Regions from separate parts of the Sus scrofa genome. Here regions 1 and 3 are each linked to region 2. A link is a contact called in public Hi-C and HiChIP or PLAC-seq data. All regions are on one chromosome and are shown on one strand. Each heading gives the region's core, a stretch centred on a gene start, on an enhancer-like site or on the middle of the called end of the contact. The rest is flanking DNA. Distances are from core to core; before and after follow the strand shown. Region 1 holds the start of FUT4 (alpha-(1,3)-fucosyltransferase 4). Region 2 holds the start of CEP57 (centrosomal protein of 57 kDa). Region 3 holds the start of ANKRD49 (ankyrin repeat domain-containing protein 49).

Evidence for each region. Hi-C and Micro-C count contacts between places; a contact is called where the count stands out from the background. HiChIP or PLAC-seq counts read pairs in DNA pulled down with a chosen protein or histone mark.
Region 1: a contact with region 2 is called in a Hi-C map of skeletal muscle, with 7 times the contacts expected there. The contact joins the promoter of FUT4 here to the promoter of CEP57 in region 2. A contact is called at or near these places in 3 of 47 Hi-C or Micro-C datasets (heart right ventricle, liver and skeletal muscle).
Region 3: a contact with region 2 is called in an H3K27ac HiChIP or PLAC-seq map of alveolar macrophages. The contact joins the promoter of ANKRD49 here to the promoter of CEP57 in region 2. A contact is called at or near these places in 2 of 5 promoter capture datasets (fetal liver and liver), 1 of 47 Hi-C or Micro-C datasets (heart right ventricle) and 2 of 2 datasets of contacts at active chromatin or transcription factors (alveolar macrophages and skeletal muscle).

Annotation. Positions count from the first base shown.
Region 1 is chr9:26,678,250-26,680,949 of Sscrofa11.1, reverse strand. FUT4 (alpha-(1,3)-fucosyltransferase 4) reads right to left here and starts at 1,410. Exons shown (of 2, transcript XM_013979290.2): 1 at 856-1,410; 2 at 1-854. The coding sequence starts at 1,410. It also overlaps a transcript of PIWIL4 not described here.
Region 2 is chr9:27,811,546-27,814,245 of Sscrofa11.1, reverse strand. CEP57 (centrosomal protein of 57 kDa) reads right to left here and starts at 1,302. Exons shown (of 12, transcript XM_021062690.1): 1 at 1,059-1,302. It overlaps FAM76B (protein FAM76B), which reads left to right and starts at 828. Exons shown (of 11, transcript XR_001298742.2): 1 at 828-2,422.
Region 3 is chr9:26,633,201-26,635,900 of Sscrofa11.1, reverse strand. It overlaps ANKRD49 (ankyrin repeat domain-containing protein 49), which reads right to left and starts at 1,285. Exons shown (of 3, transcript XM_003129790.4): 1 at 1,148-1,285. It overlaps MRE11 (double-strand break repair protein MRE11), which reads left to right and starts at 1,305. Exons shown (of 21, transcript XM_003129788.5): 1 at 1,305-1,440; 2 at 2,154-2,271. The coding sequence starts at 2,252.

The DNA.
Region 1 (2,700 bases), core at 161-2,660, 1.1 Mb after region 2:
TAGAGGTAGCCATAAGGCACGAAGATGTCCGAGTCGGCCCGGTAGGAGAGCGTCCAGTTGAAGAGGTTACTCTCTAGGCTTCGCAGCCCTGGGGAGTGGGAGGGTGACTCGAAGTTCATCCACACCCAGCGCTGGCCGGGGGGCCTGGGACCCCGGGCGGCCAGGGCTTCGGCCGCAGCTGCCACCGGTTCTTCCTCGTCGTCCAACACGAGCACCTGCTGTTCCTCCGCTGGGCGCACCTGGACGCCCCAGGGCGGGGGCCAGTCTGGGGGTCCCTTCACCAGGTCTCGGTGGTGGAAAAGCACCGCCTGGGCCTCCCCGTAGGCCGCGCGATCGGTGAGCAGGCGGCAGCCGCTGATGTTGAAGCGCAGACGGCAGTCGGGGGACGGCCTGGTAGAGATGTGCCGGCCACCGAAGGGTTCCCACCACAGCAGCACGCTCACTGGCCGCGGCGGGGCAGAGGCGGCTCGGGGCAGCGGCGGCAGCTGCTTCCAGCAGACGTAGGCGGTCAGGGCGGTGCACACCAGGCCGACGGCTGCCAGCGCCCAGGCGGCCAGAGGCAGCCCCTGGCCTCCACGCCGGCTGCGCCGTCGGCCCCAGCGCGTACCCATGGCCAGCGCGGAAAGGGCCGCCGCCGCCCGCCGCGCGTCCGCAGGCTTGGAGCCTCGGCGCCGGCTCTCATACTGCCGCTGCGGCTCTGGCCGTCGTTGCCACTCGCCGCCGGCCCTGGAGCGGGAGAGGGCGGTCCCGGGATCTAAAGCTCCACGGGTCCCATTTGCCTCCCCGCCACTCCCCGCCCCGCGCACCTCCAGGGCGAGGGGAGTGGGCCCGGAGGCCCAGCCCGGCGCCGCCCGGTCCCTCCCCTCCACCGCGCCCCCGGCCTGACCTGCCCTGCCAGGCCCCGGGCGTTTCCGGCGGCACCTCCGCCCTCTCTCCGGTTCCTCCAGGGTTCCCGGACTCCTCCGCCTCGCCGCGGACGCTCCCCGCCCCGCCACTCCAGATCCCGTCGCAGGGGTCCCGGGCCTCTCTGCGCGCAACCTCCTCCCCGGCCAGGCTCCCGGGGCCGCGCCCGCCCGAGTTCCCTCCCAACTGCGTCCCGGCCCTCAATCGCGGTGGCCCGAACCCTCGCTTTCCAAAGTGAGGGCCCGGGTCAGCCGTGGGCACGTGCAGGGGACGCGAGACCCTCCGAAAGCCGCTGCGGCGAGAGAGCAGGCGGGCGTGGGAGGAAGACGGCCCGGGGATGCGAGCCTCGGGGCAGGACCGAAGATCCGCTTCCTTCCTCTCGGCCCAGCTACGGGCCAGCGACGCCTGCCGGAGGGCGGGAGCCGGCGAGACCGCGGAAACGGGCCAGATGACCTTGACCTCGTGACCCGCCTGTCCCGCGGTGCGACCCACAAAGACGGTGCATTTTGTGAAACCACGTGTTCAGGAAACCCTTCTGTCATAAGAACATTCGCTTTGCTCACCTCCTCAGCAGAGGCTAGAGAAGACTCGAATGTTTTCTGAGCAATGCAACAGTTCTTTGCCTTTGCTCCCCCCTCTGAATGAACCCTTCCGCCTGCTGGCTCAGAGAATTCTTTGTACCAGCGCTGGGCGAACTCATAACTCAAACATAAAAATATGGCCCTTGAGGCTTTGTCCTCAGGGAACTTCCTGCCTATTCAGTGAGACGAATGAATGAACATCACCTTAATTTTACTAAGCGCTTAAGAAACAGCAGAAAATCTGCACTGGGGACGATTCCGCAAAACACTCTAGACTATAACATGATGACTAAGATAAATAAATATTATAGCACCCTAGTTTAGGGTATAAAGGAGTATGACACTGGCCTCTTCAGTTTTATTAATGAAGCAAGGAGGCATCTACTTCTACAGGGACTGGAATTCTTTTTCGCCTAGGGCTTGAATTTGAATTTCTGACTTTGGGATTTTCATTCATGTAATTAAACTTTTAGTCAGCAAAGTCTAAATAGGGCATGAGTGGGCTGCTGACCTAAGGAAAGGAGGCAGTTTTGAGAGAATTTTTAGATCATAGGAGGAGATCCCTGGTGCCCTAGCCCAGTGCTGTGTAAGTTACCGATGTTAGGAAGAAATAGATTTGCTAGGAATGGGGCCAGCTTGTCATGTGTTTTTGATGCTTTGCCATTTGGGTTTTACTGTGAAGAAGTAAACCAGGTTTGCCCATTGGATTTATTGTGTGGAACCTTTTCATTAAAAACCATGTACAGATTGTAAAAGCTTCTATAAAAATATTTTCAAGTGGCAATGCCTGCCTGCCCACAGGGGCAGTTTGGGAGCTGAATGGACAGCATTAGGTGCTCGGGCTACCCATCAATCTAGTGGCACTTCTACACACGAAAACCTTTTATAATGTTTTTCTTTCTGTAGAATCATTTTCAAGCTAATTAAGCAGACTGCCTTTGAAACAGGAGCTTCAGTTATTCTCCACTCTTGTTTTTTGGTTTCGTTTTCTTACGGCCACACCTGTGACATATGGAAGTCCCCAGTCTAGATGTCGAATCAGAGCTGCATCTGCATCCTACACCGGATCCTTAACCCACTGAGCGAGGCCAGGGATTGAGACTATGTCGTGTTCTTAACCCACCGAGCCACAAGGGGAACGCCTACTCCATTATTTTTAATTAAAAAAGAAAAGGCTAGGAGTTTTCTGGTGGCTCAGCAGGTTAAAGATCTGGCA
Region 2 (2,700 bases), core at 53-2,552:
GGACTCTACACCCACACTACCTCTCTGCTCATTCCAAATTTTTTTCAAGGTTTCTGGAAGCACCTATTGTCTTGGCACATATTCCAAAATGCCTGTGGTGCTTTGTTCTCCTTCCTTTTCTGTTCCTGGGACAAGCATTTGCGAATCCTTCACCACCCAACTAGCTCTCTCTCTTCTCTCCCCAAGCAGTGCTCATCACCCTTGGCTCGGTTTTTCCAGCATGGTGGCACTTATGAAACAATACTGTGTATTAATCTAACTACGTGTAGATTCCTTCAGTGTTTGCTCCTTCAGAGGGATTCTGCTGTATTCATCTGTGCAATCCTAGAGCCTTTTAAAAGTACGCCAGACACTCAGCATTTGCTGCATGAAGAGATAATGGCTCTAACTTGAGCTTCTTCACATTCACATTCACTTCCCATCTATTCCCAGAGCGGCGGGTACCAGCCCAATTCAACAAAATACTAGTAACAGGCTTGTGGCTCTTGCGGAGGCCAAAACAATATTTAAGATCAGCTCCTCCGGTCGCCTCTCTAAAACGACCTTTACACAGAGGTCATCGGAATAAGGAGGCGGTGGGATGAATGCAGAAGGAAGAACAAAAGGGAGGGAGTACTGCTGGCAAAGCAATCAGCAGAAGCACTGGAGACTGGATTATTCAACAGCTGCCAATTAAGGCAACTAGAGCGCCTACCTGGTCTCGGAGCGCTTTCAAGCCTGGCCGTTACACCCACGTGACCCAGGAGCCCAGCTTTCGCAGCACGGGGTGCGTTGGGTAACCATCCCTGCGGGTCCCAGCAATGAACGGCCACCTGGGCGGTAAGCAGAAAGGGGCAGGGGGGAGAGACCCGCCGGCCGGCCGGCCGGCCGCTTTCAATGAACGGTGCAGCCCAGGCAGAAAAGCGGTGGGCGCCGAGGTAGCCCGGGGAGATGTAGGCGCCCCGCGCCGTTCCCCAGAACGGGTAAGATGCTGAGCCGACATCGCTCTGAAGGGTGAGGAAGAGCAAAGGGGCGCCAAGACCGAGACGGGACCTATTCGAACGTCCACCGCTTCTTACCGAGAATTGAGAAGCCGAAGTCTCAGAGACCGACGCTGCCGCCATCTTCGTGCCTGCCTAGCGGACCTCTGCAGTCCCGGAGCGGCCCGGGTGCGCGCGCTGTTCTTCAAGCTTCGAGAGCCGCCCGCCAGGGACGACCCTAAGCCAAACCCCTGATGGAAGGGGCTGGGGTGCTGGTGCCCGGCCCGGAAACCCCTGCCACACACCCCCACTTGGACGCCCGCGCTCTGGAGTGCACACGGAAAGGGCAACACGTCCTAACGGACGCCCTGGTCAGCCAATCAAAAAGGCGAACGTCTTCAGGTGGTAGGAGAATCCGCCCCTTCCCTCGGTGACGTCACAAGGTAGCGCGTCGCAAGGGCTGCGCGGGCGCGTAGCGCCGAGGGTTCCCAGGCCCTTCTGACGGGGTTTTGCATAGGAACGGACTTTCTCGAGGGAAATAGATGGGCGAGGGGTTGTGTTGTTTCATTGGCAACCGAATACAATGACTGAAATAAAAGCGAACGCGAAATTCAAACACTCCATGTCTTCCCTTGGATTAAAGGCCAGAGAGAGCGTGAGTTTCACTCGGGGACGCCTCTCCAGGTGAAGTACTCACCTTTCGGCCAATTAAAAATAGAATTGGGAGGGGCTTAAAAATTTGGTCCAATGGAAGTCAAGGAAAAAAAAAGAATAGGGGCAGAGAGTAAACCTTAGCAAACAACTGCCCAATTGGATTGGGAAACTCCCAACCAAACCTGGGACTGGCTGCTAGAAATAGTCGCCACCGGGACCTTTGGGCGGGGCAAGTTTAAAGTGGATTTCGCGCGCTGAAAGCGTCGCGCTATTATTGGCCAGCGACTTCCTCCCTTTGTGGGAGCTCCCAGCGTAGCGGGGGTTAGGCCTTGGGCGGAGCGGCCTGGTGACGCTGTAGCCTTCCCAGCCAATCAGGGGTGAGAAAGGGAAGCCTAGGAGGAAGCGGATCCGCTGCCGCGCTGCTAAACCGCAGCGAACTATCCTCTTCGTCTTCCTCCGCCGCTCTCGGGCCTAAGCGGGAGCGGCCGGGACGGCGTCACTGGGTGGGCTGGGGCGGAAGTGGAGGCGGAGGGAGACGGCGGCGGCCGCAGGGCCTTGGGCTCTCGCGGCGAGGGCCTGGTGGGCGCGAGGCAGGGGGAGGGGGAGGAGGAGGAGCCCGCAGCCCAAGCGGCAGTGGCGGCAGCGGTGGCTGCGGCGCCCGAGTTTCCCGTAGGGCTCCGCCTCGGAGCGGGCGGCGGTGGAGGAGGAGACTGAGGAGCAGGATGGCGGCCTCGGCCCTGTACGCCTGCACCAAGTGCACCCAGCGCTATCCCTTCGAGGAGCTCTCCCAGGGCCAGCAGCTCTGCAAGGTCCGTGGGCGCTGGGCGGCGGGCGGGCGGGGTTTCCTCGGCGGTAGCCCGAGCGATCTGGGTGCCCGTTGCATTGCAGCCCCTCTCTTTTCGCCGGCGCCTGGGATTTGGAGCCCTCGCCTCCTCACCCAGAGACCCGGTTATCCTAGAACCTGGGCATCAGCTGGGAAAGCCCCCGAGAGGACAGAATCCTACCCTCTTCCAGGAGGCCCAGAGGGTGCCGTGCGCCAGCAATGTTGAGGGGTCTTAGGGGTGGGGCTGAGTGAGGCAGCCACCTG
Region 3 (2,700 bases), core at 36-2,535, 1.2 Mb after region 2:
AATACCAGTAAATAATGTTAAGTTCACTTGTTAATTATATCAATTATAGTAATATTATAGCACAAATTTTAAGGCCCCCCCCTCCTTTTTATGAAAACTCTCGGAGTTCCCATTGTGGCTTAGTGGCAATGAACCCTACCAGTATCCAAGAGGATTCAGGTTTGATCCCTGGCCTTGCTCAGTGGGTTAAAGATCCTGCATTGCTGTGAGCTGTGGTGTAGGTCGCAGACATGGTTTGGATCTGGTGTTGTTGTGCATAGGGTGGCAGCTGCAGTTCCAATTTGACCTGGGAACCTCCATATGCCACAGGTGTTGCCCCCCCCAAAAAAAACCCCAAAACTACAGAACACTGTAAATCAAATATAAAGAAAAAATAAAAATCATTAAAAAAATAAAATAAATCCAGTACTTTAAAAAAAAAAGCTCCTTATAATTTGAATTTACTGTTCCAGATAAAATTAATTACATATAAAGATTCTGTAGCGGATTTAAAAAGTTAAACCGAGATGCATATTCCTGATTCAGGATTTAAAGAGTCCATCAAGACTCCTATTTGATGATACCCCACCAGGAAGAAACAGTCTATGTTTTGCTAAAGATCACATTCCATAGAGATCTAAACTATATCAACTCCTCACAAACAACCCAGTGACAGGGGTGGGGGGTGTGTAAACCCCATTTTACAGGTGAAGGCACTGAGGTTCAGATAGATTAAACAACTTTCAATGAAACTGAAAGTCCATATTTTCTAATTCAAAAGTTTCACATTATTTTTTACTGCACCCTGTTTTACTGCCGTCTGCACAAAGCAACATAGATGTGCTGAACCAAGGATCCAGGGAGACAGTAAGAGGACGCAGGGAAAGGCCTGCAAACTAGAGTCCGAATGCTCAATCTCGGGAGTGGGAGTGAGGCTAGAAGGCCACCAGTCCCCGCCGGTCACTTCACTGGCCAGGAAGTCGAGTCTGCGGCCTTCCAAACTGCTAAGGACAAGGAAGCCGCTCCTGCTCTACCTAGGACCCATGCGGCGGCCCTATTTACAGGGCTCCGCAGGGGTCGACAGGTGACCCGCCCCTTTGAGCCCAAGAATTCTTAGGTGGCGCCAAGCAAGCTGGAAGCGGACCCCGGATAAGAAAGAGCTACCTACCTTGCGGGAGGGGGAAATCGCCGCCGGGAACTTCGCTTCCGGGGTTCGTCCCCTCGGCTACTCAGGATTGGCTCTTCTAAGAGGGCGGGGCGTCGCCGCTACTTTCCCTGCGACCTCACAGCATCCTCAACCAATGAGAAGAATTAAAGTACTACGTCATCAATGAAGTCTCGCGAGAAAAAGCTGCTGTTTCTCTCCCGCCTAATTCAGGTCTTTGGCCAAACCTATACTGAGAGACCAGCTCGGGCTGTACCGTTACCTTTTTTCTCGCGGATCTCCCTCCTTCTTCCCGGGTAAAACACAACTTCGGGTCCCCAGGGTGGGGCTTTGGAGAGTCCCGGTGTGGGGTAATTTAGGAGTCGTTTCTTGTATCCCGGGCTCGGAGAGGATTGACCCTGTGGCAAGAATGGGCGGAGAAGGCTGGGGAGGAGCCTTGGAGGTTGGCGCGTTCTGGTTTCCGATAGTCCAGTGGTGAGGGCTTGTTGAGGCTTGGAATTCCCACCGTTCCGCGGTGGCTGCGCTCCTCCCGCAAAAGCCTGGCCCTTTTTCTTAAGCTGCTGACACTTGATGTTGTCTCTCCGCAGACCACGTGTTTCTGTTTATTTACACCAGCTTTAAACACTGGGCCCTTCTCTTATCAAAACAAGCCCATTTCTTTAAAAACAGTTCTGTGTTTAAGCAGGAAATACCGGCGTCACTTCCCTGCTTCATAGTAGCCTGTCTATGCAACTTAAACTTTGCGGCACATGGAGAGTTGTTGATGTATTAAAACAGAACTGGGTGTGACCCTTATTGCCCATTCATTTAACAGAAGTTAGCTTCCCACAGGGCATGGTGAAGGGAAATAGGAGAGGAGCTGAAACATAGTGGTCAAACTAGAATGGCACTGGAGACACTATTTTCTGTTCTTAAAAAAGTATAGTAGGTGCTTAGATGAAAATGAGACTTCCAAAATTACCAGTCTGCTTTTTAAAAATGTGTTTTAAATAATATAATTTTGTTTTAGGATTTGGAATCGAGTGAGTTTTCTGACACATTTGATCGCAGGACCCAGGGGTACTTGGAGAGAAAACTGATCCGGGAGGAGCTGGACTGACCGCAGAAATGAGTCCTGCAGATACCCTGTAAGCTCCTGTCTTCCAGAATCTCTGTTGCTTTGGGTTTCTACATCCCATCAACTATGATCATCATAAAAGAAAACTTATGTAATAAATTACGAGTAAATCAAAAGCTTGCCTATGAACAGAAGTGTTAGTCATCAAAAAGGATGTTTGGAATGTCAGTAAATATCATACTGTATGGTTTTTGACAAAAGATAATATGTAGCTATAGTGGGGGTCTTGCGGTAGATTGGCATATTGTTATATGTTTATATTCTTGGTTTTTGGTAAAATATTGAAGCTATAAATGTTTTTTATCTTTTTTTTTTCTTTTTCTTTTTAAAGGGCTGCACACACAGCATATAGAGTTTCCCAAGTGGGGGTCAATCCAAGTTGTAGCTGCAGTTCCTACACCACAGCAAGGCCAGATCCAAGCTGCATCAGCAACCTGCA